Linked DNA regions of Anas platyrhynchos: regions 2 and 3 are each linked to region 1. The links are chromatin contacts, called in public Hi-C maps. All regions are on one chromosome and are shown on one strand. The core of a region is the stretch at or near the end of the contact, and the rest is flanking DNA. Distances in the headings are between cores, read along the strand shown.

Region 1 (3,637 bases), core at 1,031-3,530:
TCCCGCCCAAGCCCGGCTGCAAAGCGCTAATGTCACTGCAGCAGGGCAGAGTCGCACCCGGCAGGGGAATTACAGGAGGGCTGATGCTGCTGGGCTGCTGCTGAGGAAGGCGGCAGTGGTTCTTGCTGTTTTCCTCCACAAATAAAGCCAGAGAGAGGCAGCCTGCACAAAGCCAGGAGCTGGCACGGGAGCAGGGCCCTGTGATGGATGCTTCAGCTTCACACCAGCTTCAGCCCAAGCAAGGCTGTGCAACACTGCTGGAGGAGCCGTGCTGCGAAGGGAGCCCTCTCCCCATGGCCTGAAGCCCCTCCAGGAGATGCTCCCAGGATGGTCAGGGATGGAGCGGGGCCCCAGGGGTCGCACTGAGCCCCCATCCTCGCCCTCCTGGACAATCGACCCCGGCTGAGCTCCCAGAGGAGCACGGCACAGCAGGTCGCAGCTCGAGAGCCTCCTTGTAAACAAGTCCCTTAATCCAGTGCCCGGCGGCTGAGGCCAGCCCAGCTGCTGTTCCCCAGGGCAGCTCCACACGTGCCTGAGGGAGTTCGGCACCGGCAACAGCCCTGTCTGGAGCAGAATATTGCTCACCTGTTGATAAAACAGCCTTCACACCAAGCTGACAGATGCTGAAATAAACAGTGCTTTGAGAGTGATAAGCAGTGCATTAGCTCTTCCCGAGCTCCCTGCCTCCCCGCACTGTCAAGCATTCTGCCAGCAAATATTAGATAGGAAGCGGCCGCGCTGTGGGAGTACCAGGAAATTATGCATAATAAAGCTCCACTTCTCTCCGACGACGTGCGAGCAGCCGCCTGGCTTCCAGGGCTGATGCCTCCCCCTCCGATGGGTGCCGGAGGGGAGGCAACTCTTCACCTGCCATCGCTGATCTGAAGCCGAGAGCGGTCACGGCCACGCCGTCATGGTTTTTGGAGGCTTCAAAGGGCTGCGCTGAGCCCGGGCAGGCTGCTGAATGGCTCGGCAACCTTGGAGGGGATTTACAATCGCTCACGACTTTTGGAAATGCCATTAAAGCAAATGAGAAATCCATATTCCCAGGCTCCTCTCCCTTGCTGCATAAGGCTTAAAAACTCATCTGTTTCTGGGTTCAAGTTCTCATGGCTACGAACGACGGATTTTGCTCACAGGGGATTGTGTCTCCCCCTCTGAAGCCCCAAAGCCCAGCTCCAAACAGCGCACTTGTGGCCCACCCCCGATTTAAAGCAGCCCCAACGGGACCCTCAGCAGCAATGCTGCTCCCAGCCACAAGGCAGGGCTGCAGGATCCAGCAAGGCAGCACACCAGGTATGCAGAGCCAGCAGTTTGGGAGAGGGCTCCCTCCTGGTCATGGTGAGACCTTCCAGTGCCTGCCCTCACCTCCAACCCTGCCCATCCCTATCACCTCCCAGCTGCACCCCTCCTGCTCCTCCCTCGGCTCACACCATGTCTCCGAGCTCGTGCTGGGATTTTGCAGGTTGGGCAGAAACAGGAGGCCGTTTGCCTCGTTCCTACAAGGGTTTGAAGCCCAGACATCAGCTTGTTTGAGCCACACACAGCCCCATCAGGTAGGATCTGGTCTGGTCCTGCTCCCGCTGAGCACGGGCAGGGATCTGCTGGCCCACAGGTGACACCAGCGAGGAGGATGGAGGAGAGCCGGGAGCTAACGAGGCAGCGAGCGGAGCGATGCTCTCCGGTATAATTAGATCAGTTAATAGTTGCTGCAGATCGAAATCGCACCTAACAGAATTAGGGAAACTGCCAAGACAGCTGCTCCCATGAAAGGCATTTAACAAAACACATTCCCTGCACAAGACGGGCTCGGTGAAGGGGCAGCCGTGCATGGAAGCTTCCTCATCGCGGTGGTGGGACAGCCGGGGGTGGAGAAGATGATGGTCGTGGCCATGAGACACCTGGACAAGGATGGAAGATGTCATGGAGCTCCTTGGAGCTTCACACTCCCTCCTCTGATGGACCAGCTCTGCTTGTCCTTCCGAAGATGCGGCAGACTTTGTCTTTATGACACCTTCTCCACAATTTCATGGCCATGAGGACAACCCAAAAAGCATTTCATGAGAAAAGGGAGCCACGCTGCCTTCCCCCATGCAGCCGACCCCTTCCAAGGAAGAGTTCACATCTTCAGCAGCCACAACCAGCCATGAGGCAAACCCACTGGAAGAGGAGCTGTGAAGCTGGATGAGCCCAAATATACTTTTGCCGGCACGCACAGAGCGGTGCCGATCCCCTCAGCTTCTTGGCGTGGTCAGGAGCGAGTGGAGAGGAGCAGCTGGCAGGAAGGTCAGTGTTGGAGCGATGACCATGGGGCAGCGATCCCTGAAGGCCAGCTGACATGGCCGAGCTTCGCTGCTGCTCCCGCTGCCTTTCCCCAGGGTCTGGTGGGGCTGAGGCCCACGGAGGCTCCGCTGAGGCTGCGGCATCGCGAGGCTGGGGGCAGAGGTGGAGCATGGTGGGGTGGAGGTGGGAGGTGCCGCAGAGGGACTCAGCCGTGCCCAAGGACACCTCGTGCAGCTCTGGACATGTGCCTTGCCCTGCAGCCCTTCTCCATCAGCGGGGCGAGGAGAGATGCTCGCCACATCTCCTCCAGCAACGCCCCTAACCCTGCCGGGAGAGAGGTGCCAGGCAGGGAACTGCTGAGAGGGGGATGGATTCACCCCAAGCTTCCAGGTGTACAGAACCGAGCAGGAGCGGTGCCTCTGCTGCGGGAGCTGATGTACGTGGCAGACTGGGAACGACCGAGGGAAACAGCAGGGTTTGTATTCTGCGTGACAGGAGTGCAGGGTTTGCTGCAAAAGCCATCGCTCCTGACAGCAGGAACCCAGCCGCAGCCAGCAGAGGCAGGCAGAGAAGGATCTTTGCACAAGTTCATTGAATTACTGCGGACTAAAAATAGCCGAGCTGCAGGAATCGCAGCGCGCCTCCGAGGCAGGGTCTGAGCCGAGAGCTGCACAGGCGAGGGGAGATGCAGCAGGACAGGCAGAGAGCGGCGGCTGGGGAGGAAGGGGAGCTGCACACAAACACCCAGCAGTGATGCTGAGGGAGAATGGAGCTGGGAAACCAGCAGCACGGCCACCTCCTTTGAAGGATCGGAGGGCCCCGCGCAGCCACCGGGGCTCGTGCGCTTTGTGGAGCGATGCGGAGCTGCCGTGGGAGCAGAGCACGGTGCTGGCACGGGCAGGAGGTTAGCACTTGTACGCAGCTCCCCAACGTGCCTCTTGTAAACCCCCAGCCCGGAAAGCCTGGATGAATCCTGCTCTGCTGCTCACACTTCAACGCCTCCCAGCCAGCCGAGGGGGCTGCGGGGAGGTGTTTTGGCTCTCTGCCTCCCGTGGCCTTGGGGATGCTCTGTTTGTTCCTCCTTGCGTGGCCAAATGGGCTCCGCTGTCCACCACACGCACCTTTTTCCAATTTCCACCAAAAAATACAAAATAAAAAAGCTCTCCAACCTCTCATCAGCCCTCCCCATGGGGGGCTCCAACTGTGCCAGTAAAACCAGAGCCCTGGGGCTTTCCAGCTGCAGCTCAGGGGGGTTCTGGAGTCACACAGGACCTCATCACCTTGGAAGCACTGCTGCCGGGCTGGTGCTGACCCTGACGGCTTCCCAGGCAGATCCCACAGCCCTGGGCCCAGC
Region 2 (4,017 bases), core at 367-2,866, 38 kb after region 1:
TTTCTGTTTTCGAGACCAAAACGGCCTCAGAACGATAAATTATAAATTATTCCGTTCAAAAGCTAATCAATAAAATAAGCTGACTGGATTTTTCGAGCGCTGTGCAGGGCTGTGTACTGCCAACAAAGAGCTAGAAATGTGCAGCATAATCCGATGCCGGAGTCATCACACAAAGCGTGGAAATAGGTTTTCCTGAGGATGTCCAGGCGAGGAAGGCTCGCACACCAGCATCGGCCCTGCTCTCAAAGTCAGCCCCGACACCGGCATCCTTATTCTTCTGGAGGGGGGGAGAAAAAAAAGGGCCCGCGAGCTCTTGGCCATACGTCACACAAAAAAATTCGTCTAACACCTCCTCCGAGGGAAAGGGCCTACCCAGAACGGGGGGGAAGGGGGGAAAAAAAAAAAGGAAAAAAAAAAAAAAAAAAAAAGAGGCCTGCTGGGAGGTGGAGGGGAGCCAAGTCTGACAGACAAGACCTGAACCTGTGACCTTCCCTGTGTACACAATGGGCGGGAGGGAGGGAGCGCTTTATCTCAGGAGCGCCCGTTCTCACCCCTCGGCTGCACCCGGAGAAAACCGGAGCCGTTCGTGGCCACCGGAGCCATTTGTGGCCACCGGAGCTGCTCGTGGCCACCGTGCCCGGCCGGCAGCTTCGGCACTTACCGCAGCCACGAGCGTCCCGGGGGGCTCGGGATGGGGCTGTGAGGAGCACAGTGGCGGCTCCAGCACCGGGTGCTTGGGGTGCTCGGGGTGCCCTCGATTCCAGGCAGCGGAGGAGCCCCGTGCCCTCCAGCGGGTGCCCCCCCCGCGCCCCCAAACACAACTTACGCCTGGAAATCGCCTGGCAGGAGGCTCTCGCCCGCTGGTGGGGGGCACCCACGAGGTCCCTGCGGTGCCCAGGGCGCTGGGTGCGAGGGGAGCAGCCCCCCAAAAAGCCACCCCCAGAGGGGGGGGGTGGGCTCCGGGCACCCTGAGGCACAGCGGGGACGAGCAGAGACCCCCACAGCACCCAGAGCCCCACGGACACGGGGGGGGGGTGTTCCAGGGAGGGGGGCGGCCCCTGCACACACACCCCCCCCGGGGCCTGGGGGCACAAGGCGAGGCCCCCCCACACTGAGGGGTTTGGGGGGGGGCAACGGCCACAGAGGGGGCGGGGGGGGCGTGAGGGGGAACCGGGACCAACGGTCCGGGAGGGGGGAGGGGGCGGCCCAACGGCCACCGGGGGAGGGGAAAAGAGGGGAAAAAGGGGGAAAAAAGGGAAAAGGGGGGGGAAAGGGGGGAAGAGGGGGAAAGGGGGGGGGGGTCCCGGCCCCAACGGCCGCACGGGGGGGGGGGGGCGGGCTCGGCCCGTGACGATCCCCTCAGGGAGGGGGGGGTGGGGGGGGGCACCGGGGGCGACGCCGTTCTCCGCCCCCCCTCCCCCTCCGGTCGGTGGCGGCACTCACCGGGCTCCAGCTGGCGTCCCGGCCGGCCCTAGGTGTCCTCCATGAGGGCCGCGGGGGGGGCTCCTGCCTGCAGCGGGCAGCTAGGGCCGGGCGGCGGGGCCCGCCATGCCGCCGCTCGGGGCAGGCCGCGCCGGTGTCCGCCTGGCGGGGCGGGGCGGGGCGGGGCGGGGCGCGCGGCCGCGGGATCGGCTCCGCTCGGCTCCGCTCGGCTCCGTTCGGCTCCGTTCGGATTCGTTCGGCTCCGCTCGGCTCCGCTCGGCCCCGCTCGGCTCCGCAGCTCGCAGCGCGCCGCCTCCGTGCCCGGCTGGCCGCAAAACGCGGAGTGGAGCCGAGCGGAGCGGAGCGGGAAGCGCCCAGAGCTGCCCCCGGCCAGGGGGGGGTTTAGGGGAGGGTTTGGGGGCGCGGTGGGCTGGGGGGTGGCTCCCAAGCCTGGTGGTGCAGCTGAGAGTCGAGGGGGGGTGTGGGGCAGGTGCACAGAGGTAATTCTCGGTCTGAAGCTGCTCACAGGAGCCGTGGGGGCCGTTTGGCCCCAACCCCAGCACCCCAAAAGAGGGGAACCCCAATGGCACCCATGGGGACCCCTGGCAGGGCAGGGGGGCACCAATGGGACGGGCACTTGGGGCACATCCACCAGCTCCAGCCCCCACACATGGCAGAGGGCACCTCCTGGCAGCGGGCAGCTCCCTTGGGGCAGGTTGCGGGGCTCCAGGAGGGTCCCCAAGGAGCAGGAGGAAGGGGCGGCAGCGCTTTGTGGGGGCTGCGGCCACACCGAAACCCCCCAGGGACTTGGGGACACCGAGGGCACGGTGGGGCCGAGCCTGGAGCGAGGTGGCACCAGGGAGCACAGAGGTGTGATGAGCAGGGGCAGGTCGATGCAGGGAGCTGCTGAATGTGAAGGATTAAGGAAAGGGGGAAATGGATCTTGCTCGCCAGGCACAGCGGGTTTGTAACTCGCAGCAGGAGCAGCTTCTGCAGGGAGGCTGCTGCTCCAGCACAAACCAGGAGAGAGAATGCACGGCCCAAAGGCACCATGCACCAACCCTCGGGGCAGGTGGGACCAGGGCCCACCTCCCACCCCCGACCCCATAGATGTGCTGTGGGGCTGCAGGGTGCAGGCATCACAGCTGCTGGGAGCCATCCCACGAGCCCCACGTGTTTTTTCGGCCCAGCAGAAGGCATCGAGCACTGCAAGCCCTGCCGAGCACCCGGGAGCAGTCACGGTGTGCCCTCCTGCGAGGCCAGCACACGTCCCAGCCCAGGGGAAAGGCACGAGCTGCCTCTTTGCTTTGGAGGGGGACGCTGCCATGGCTGGGACAGAGCCAGCTCCGAGGGGCTGGGACGGTGGCTGGAGGCCGTGCTGCCCACAGGCTCCCTGGGATCAGTCGTGGGGTCCCCACGGGGGACAGACACCAGCACCCAAATGTGTCACCGCATCAGCTCCGTCTCCCACCCACCCCTTTCCGTGGCGCTGGGCCCTGGGCAGGGAAAGAGCTTGGTGAAAACACTTCTTTTAATGTTTTCCGAGTACAACACGGAGCGATACCCAACGGTGACATCGCAGCCTCCTTCCCGCGAGCACCTGCTCCAGAGGCGAGGGCCGCGGCAGCACCCGCGGGTGGCGGTCCCGGTGGCAGTGCCCGCGTGGGAAGGTGGCAGCTCACAGCACTGCTTTCTGCTTCATCAACCCCTTCTTCGCTCCCTGATGGATCTTGGAATCCAGCTTCCCTGTAAAGAGAGGGGTGGGGGGGAAAGGGAAAAAAAAAAAACAACACAACCCTCATCAGTCTTTATTTTTAAATGCTATTTGCATTGCAAATCAGCTGGAGGCAGCGAGGTCTCCTAGTTAGTGTGTTGCTGTCACATTTAATTATCGTGCTTGAGGAGCCCGGCGTTTCCAGCCGCCATGCCTTCCCTCCGCAGGCGCGACACGGGAGCCAGGGGGGGCTCCAGCGAGGAGGAGAGCAAATTAACATCCAGGAGGAAAGCGATCACTTTGCTCGCCCCCAGGATGCGTGTCAACACGTTCGAAGGAAGCCCGCAGAGAGCGGGGACAAGCAGCGTGGCAGGGATGCAGCACAGCGAGCGGGCGGGGAGGGTCCCCCTCGCCCTGCCCAGACCCAAATTCTCCAAAGCAAGGAGAATTAGGAGAAGCTCCAGCCCAGCTACAGCACAGCCAGGGGAGCTCCCGGGGATGAGACGGCCCAGGCTCCAAACCTTTGGGCGCGGCTCCTAAACCTGCTGGTAAATGCCAGCGTGCCACGAGAAGCAGAAACTTGGCCAGAGACAAGGGCTCTCATCCAGAGAGCGTCGCCTTCTCATCACGCTGAGAAAACTTCTCGTTTTAGCTCACAGAAGGGCCTGACAGCGCTTTTTTTCCAGGAGAGGCAGATGACAAAGCCACTTTGCTCGTGGTTGTCCTAATGGGATCTCACCCCGGCCTCCCTGAAACTGCCTCCTTCCTTCAGCTTGAGTCATGGGTCAGCCTTGCTCCTCTCTGAATACAGAATCCATAAATGTGCAAAAAAATATATAAAAAAAAAAACAAACACGAGTGAGCACTTGCAATTAACTGCG
Region 3 (3,822 bases), core at 277-2,776, 57 kb after region 1:
GGTCTGCAGAAAATTGGCAGTGTTTCTGCGTGCTGTAAGTGGGGGAAAAAAAACGTTCTCCTTTCCTGCTCCCCCAGGAGCTCGGAGGAGTCTTCGTACACAAGAAATTGCTGGATTATGCTGCTGACAAGTGGCTTTGGTGCTGCTTGCTGATGAACCTCAGCTGAATCATCAGTGTGATCAACAGGGATTTCCTGCTCCCAGCGAAATCCAACTCGGATTTCTGAGTTGGCGCTGCACACATTTTCATCTTGCTAGCACTTGCAATTAAATTAATCTCAGCTTCTTTCAGATGCACTTGCTGCTCATGCTACTCCAAAAACACACACATTTTCTCAAAAACCCACTTCAGAAGGATGCTCACATCTCCAAATTCAATCTTACAAGCCAGAGAAGTGAACGCTGCATATAGCGAGCCTGGAAAAAAGATTTACAAAAGCACCCAAAGAAGACAACAAAATAGGAATTATAAAAATCTTGCAGTACAGGAGCAGCAAAAAGCTGGTGAGATATAAACCTGCACGTGCCATGGCTTTGTGGCACCAAGGAGAGAAGAAAATCTCTTGCCTGTAGGCCTCGTAACAGCGCTCCTGGAACATGCTACTCGTCTCCTACTACCTCTGCAGCCAAATGGTGTCAGCGAACTAGGAGGAATTTATAGGGAACATTATTTATTGCGAGTTTTCTCTGTGGGAACAGTAAAGACTAGTTACCTATAGTTTGATTTCAAGATTTTACGAAGCTGTGGCTGCCATTTTACCAATGCCTAAAGAATAAACTCATGAAGGAAGAGGAAGGATGGGGGTTGATTGTGCATGATACAGGGGGAAAAAAATCCTATACTGACCCCAGTGTCCTTTCCTCTTCTCTCTGCCAAGGTTTGCTCCCATACAAAGGCCACATATGTGCAGATTGTTGTAATCCAGTCCCAATGCTCCCTCTGCTGCTCGTACTCTAACCTCTCCCCCTTCCTGAGAAAACTGCCCCTGAATGAACAGAGATGCAGCCTCATCAGTAATATTCTCTTCATCTGTAGTTCCCAGGCATCTCTCCTAAATTCTGCTTGACAAAACCTCACGGGATCTGGGAAGGCCAGAAAAGCACTTCACGAGGAACAGCCCCCAACCACTGATGCCTCTCCAACTCTTCATGGCTAGAAGGCACCCACCAGCCCGGTGTGTTCTCCTCCTCTGGCCCAAATAATCCATTTATTCTTTCTCAGAAGCCAGTCTTGTTCACTACCAAGCCCTACATGCCGGTGTCTGGTGACTCCCATCAGACCAACCTGAGCTGTACCGGGGCAGTGGAATGAACAGACACGATGCAGTATCGAGAGCAGCCCTGCCGTGCGTGGCACTGAGCACAGGCTTTGTAAGCTAATAAAATGCAGCCTGAGGAAAGCAGCTGCTCCATTTTTGGGGCATGGAGGCAAGTCACAGCATCACAGAACAGACTCAGAGCCCAGGAGGCCTCTGGACCCCCTGATCAAAGCAAGGTCAACACTGAATTCAAGCGAGGTCGCTCAAGGCTTTGTCCTGCCGGGTCTTGGAAACCTCCAAGGGTGGAAACTGCACAACCTCTCTGGGCAAGGCCTGCTCTCATGGGGAAATATGGTGTCTTAAGTCACACTGAAACCTCATCTTCCAATTTACAACCTCTGCCCTCATCCTCCTGCCACATACATCAGGAAAGAGCCTGGCTCTGTTCCTCGGTAAGCTCCTGGTAGGCAGTAGAAGGTCTCTACAAAGTCTTCTTCCTCAGCCCATCCTCACAGGGTGCGTGCTCCAGCCCCTGTCCACCTCGGAAGCCTCCACTGGACTCACTTCAGTTTATCGGCCTGCTTTATAAGCACAGCAATCCAGGTGTGGTTTAAATGATGCTGAGCACAGGGAATGATCACTTCTGAGGGCCGTAACCCTGCTGCTGATGCAGCCCAGGGTGCTGCTAGTTCCAGAACTCCCCTTTACCCTCCAGGCCACTGCTAAATCCATTAAACAGGAGGTTTGAGGAACAAACCCAAGGAACAGCACCTGCAGCTTGCCTCCAGGGAGGTTACAAGCCAACCACCGCCACACCTGGAGCTGAACGGCCCAGCCAGTTTTTAACCAGTCCACCTCCCCAGGCTGTAATGGCTCATCTCGGATACAATCCCATTGCAGCGGATCCCACAGACAGCCCTGCTAAATGCAGAGCTGGAGACATACACTGCTCTGTTTGCCCATAGAAGGCAGCCAGATTAATGAAGCATGACTTACCCTAGGTAAATCAACACTGGCTATTCCCAGTCTCTTTCGTGTGCTCCAAAATGGCTTCCAGGAGCCATTACAAGAGCTCTAGCAATTTCAAAGGACCGAAGTGATGTTGGCAGGCCTGAAGTGCCTGGGATCATCCCTCTTGCCCCTTATAAAAATGGATGTAATATTCACCTTTCTCCAGGTATTGGGGTCCTCTTCTGATCTCCACAACCTTTCAAAGATCAGAGTGGCCTCAGAAAAGCATCTGCCAACTCTCTTAGCAATTTTGGATGCGCACCATCAGCGCCCACCGACCTGTACAGGCTGAGATTTTGAGACATTCCTAACAACACCCCTGCACTATGGGTAGCTGCTGTTCTCCTTGAACCTTGCCACTAGGGATAAGATCCTGGGGAGACCTCGTTGCAGAAGCCTCAACCGTACTTGTGTCCCTGGTCACCAAATCACCTGCTTCATTCAGCAGAAGCCCCACTTAAACCTCCCTTGAGTGTCTTGACCCACTGGATTCTCCAACTTCCCCCCTTCACTGCACCCAGGGGCTCAGGATGTCGACAAATCACTGCAGTAACTGCAATCTCTGCTGTCCACACTCAGGGAGTGGTTTGCTGTCCTCCAAAACCAGCCAGACAGGTACCTGACCCTAGTGCAGAGTCCTCCCCAGGATAGGAAGATCAGCACAGTTATCCTGCCTGGCTAGGCAAGACTTTGAGCCATTCTTCCTGTCAGGATCCCATGAAGTTTGTTAAGAGAAACAATCGGTGCTTTAGAAGAAGTCGCATCCACGTGAGATGTCAGCTCCCCGAATTTGCCAGACGAGGATAAAAAACAGAAATACATTAATGCATGCCCGTTTTCCACAGTTCCTCACAGCCGCAGCATTCTGGGGCACATCTGTCCACGCAGCAAGGGAAGCAACAGCTGCCAAGAGCCACTGCAGCACGGTCTCTCAAGCTAGCATTGGTTTAATTAAACAGCTACAAGTCCTTTTTGAAAAGAGTGTCACAGTAGGTGAGACACTAGTTCCAACCCAGAAAGGCTGGCCAGAGACTGAGTCTTTATTAGTCCCCCACACCCTTCCAGAGCTGCTGAGACACATTACCTTGCACAGCCGCTGGTTATCCACACAGGACTGCGTGGTAGCAGCGTCTTCTCTCATTGCGCTTTAAGATTTTTATTCACCACCTTCTCCAGAGCATCTCACAGACGCAAGTTACACTACTTGAAAAGCTTGCTGCTATTGCAGGCTTGTAAAGGTCTGTTTGCTGTACTTACCTGCTCATTAAACTGCTCTTGTGATAAACAATCAGTTATGTCCACGCAGCCTAGGAGGCACCCCGAGGGATAATCGCTTGGAAATTCCACATCTGCATCAAAAGAAACATCTTTTAAGGGCTCCACATCCATACACACATAGCTGGGGTCCTTCCAATCCCCAGGTGCCCTTCACTCCCCCCGTGCACTTGTACTTTCTGAAGCACAAGAGAAAGCGATTTTAATATCTTGTAGCTCTTTTTTTCCATTTTTGGAGGAGAAAGAGCACGCTGCCAGGATGGCCTAGCACTAGGGC

The links. Hi-C and Micro-C count contacts between places; a contact is called where the count stands out from the background.
Region 2: a Hi-C map of skeletal muscle shows a contact between it and region 1, with 1.6 times the contacts expected there. The contact joins the promoter of ZNF609 here to the enhancer-like site in region 1. A contact is called at or near these places in 3 of 8 Hi-C or Micro-C datasets (skeletal muscle and small yellow follicle).
Region 3: a contact with region 1 is called in a Hi-C map of F1 follicle, with 2.4 times the contacts expected there. The contact joins two enhancer-like sites. A contact is called at or near these places in 5 of 8 Hi-C or Micro-C datasets (F1 follicle, liver, skeletal muscle and 2 more).

What each region holds. Positions count from the first base shown.
Region 1 is chr11:14,109,789-14,113,425 of IASCAAS_PekinDuck_T2T, reverse strand. All of the region lies in intron 3 of ZNF609 (zinc finger protein 609), which reads right to left. Among named protein-coding and RNA genes, the nearest start is that of OAZ2, 25 kb to the left of the region's middle. Within about 2 kb of position 2,280, at least 1 of the 8 cell types and tissues checked has an H3K27ac peak or open chromatin away from gene starts, as enhancers often do. A contact at or near this core is called in F1 follicle, where this site is marked.
Region 2 is chr11:14,070,300-14,074,316 of IASCAAS_PekinDuck_T2T, reverse strand. ZNF609 (zinc finger protein 609) reads right to left here and starts at 1,616. Exons shown (of 9, transcript XM_072043505.1): 1 at 1,444-1,616. It overlaps TRIP4 (thyroid hormone receptor interactor 4), which reads right to left. Exons shown (of 13, transcript XM_005017203.6): 13 at 2,936-3,168. The coding sequence ends at 3,101.
Region 3 is chr11:14,051,410-14,055,231 of IASCAAS_PekinDuck_T2T, reverse strand. TRIP4 (thyroid hormone receptor interactor 4) reads right to left here. Exons shown (of 13, transcript XM_005017203.6): 11 at 3,528-3,619. Among named protein-coding and RNA genes, the nearest start is that of TRIP4, 13 kb to the right of the region's middle. Within about 2 kb of position 1,526, at least 1 of the 8 cell types and tissues checked has an H3K27ac peak or open chromatin away from gene starts, as enhancers often do. A contact at or near this core is called in F1 follicle, where this site is marked.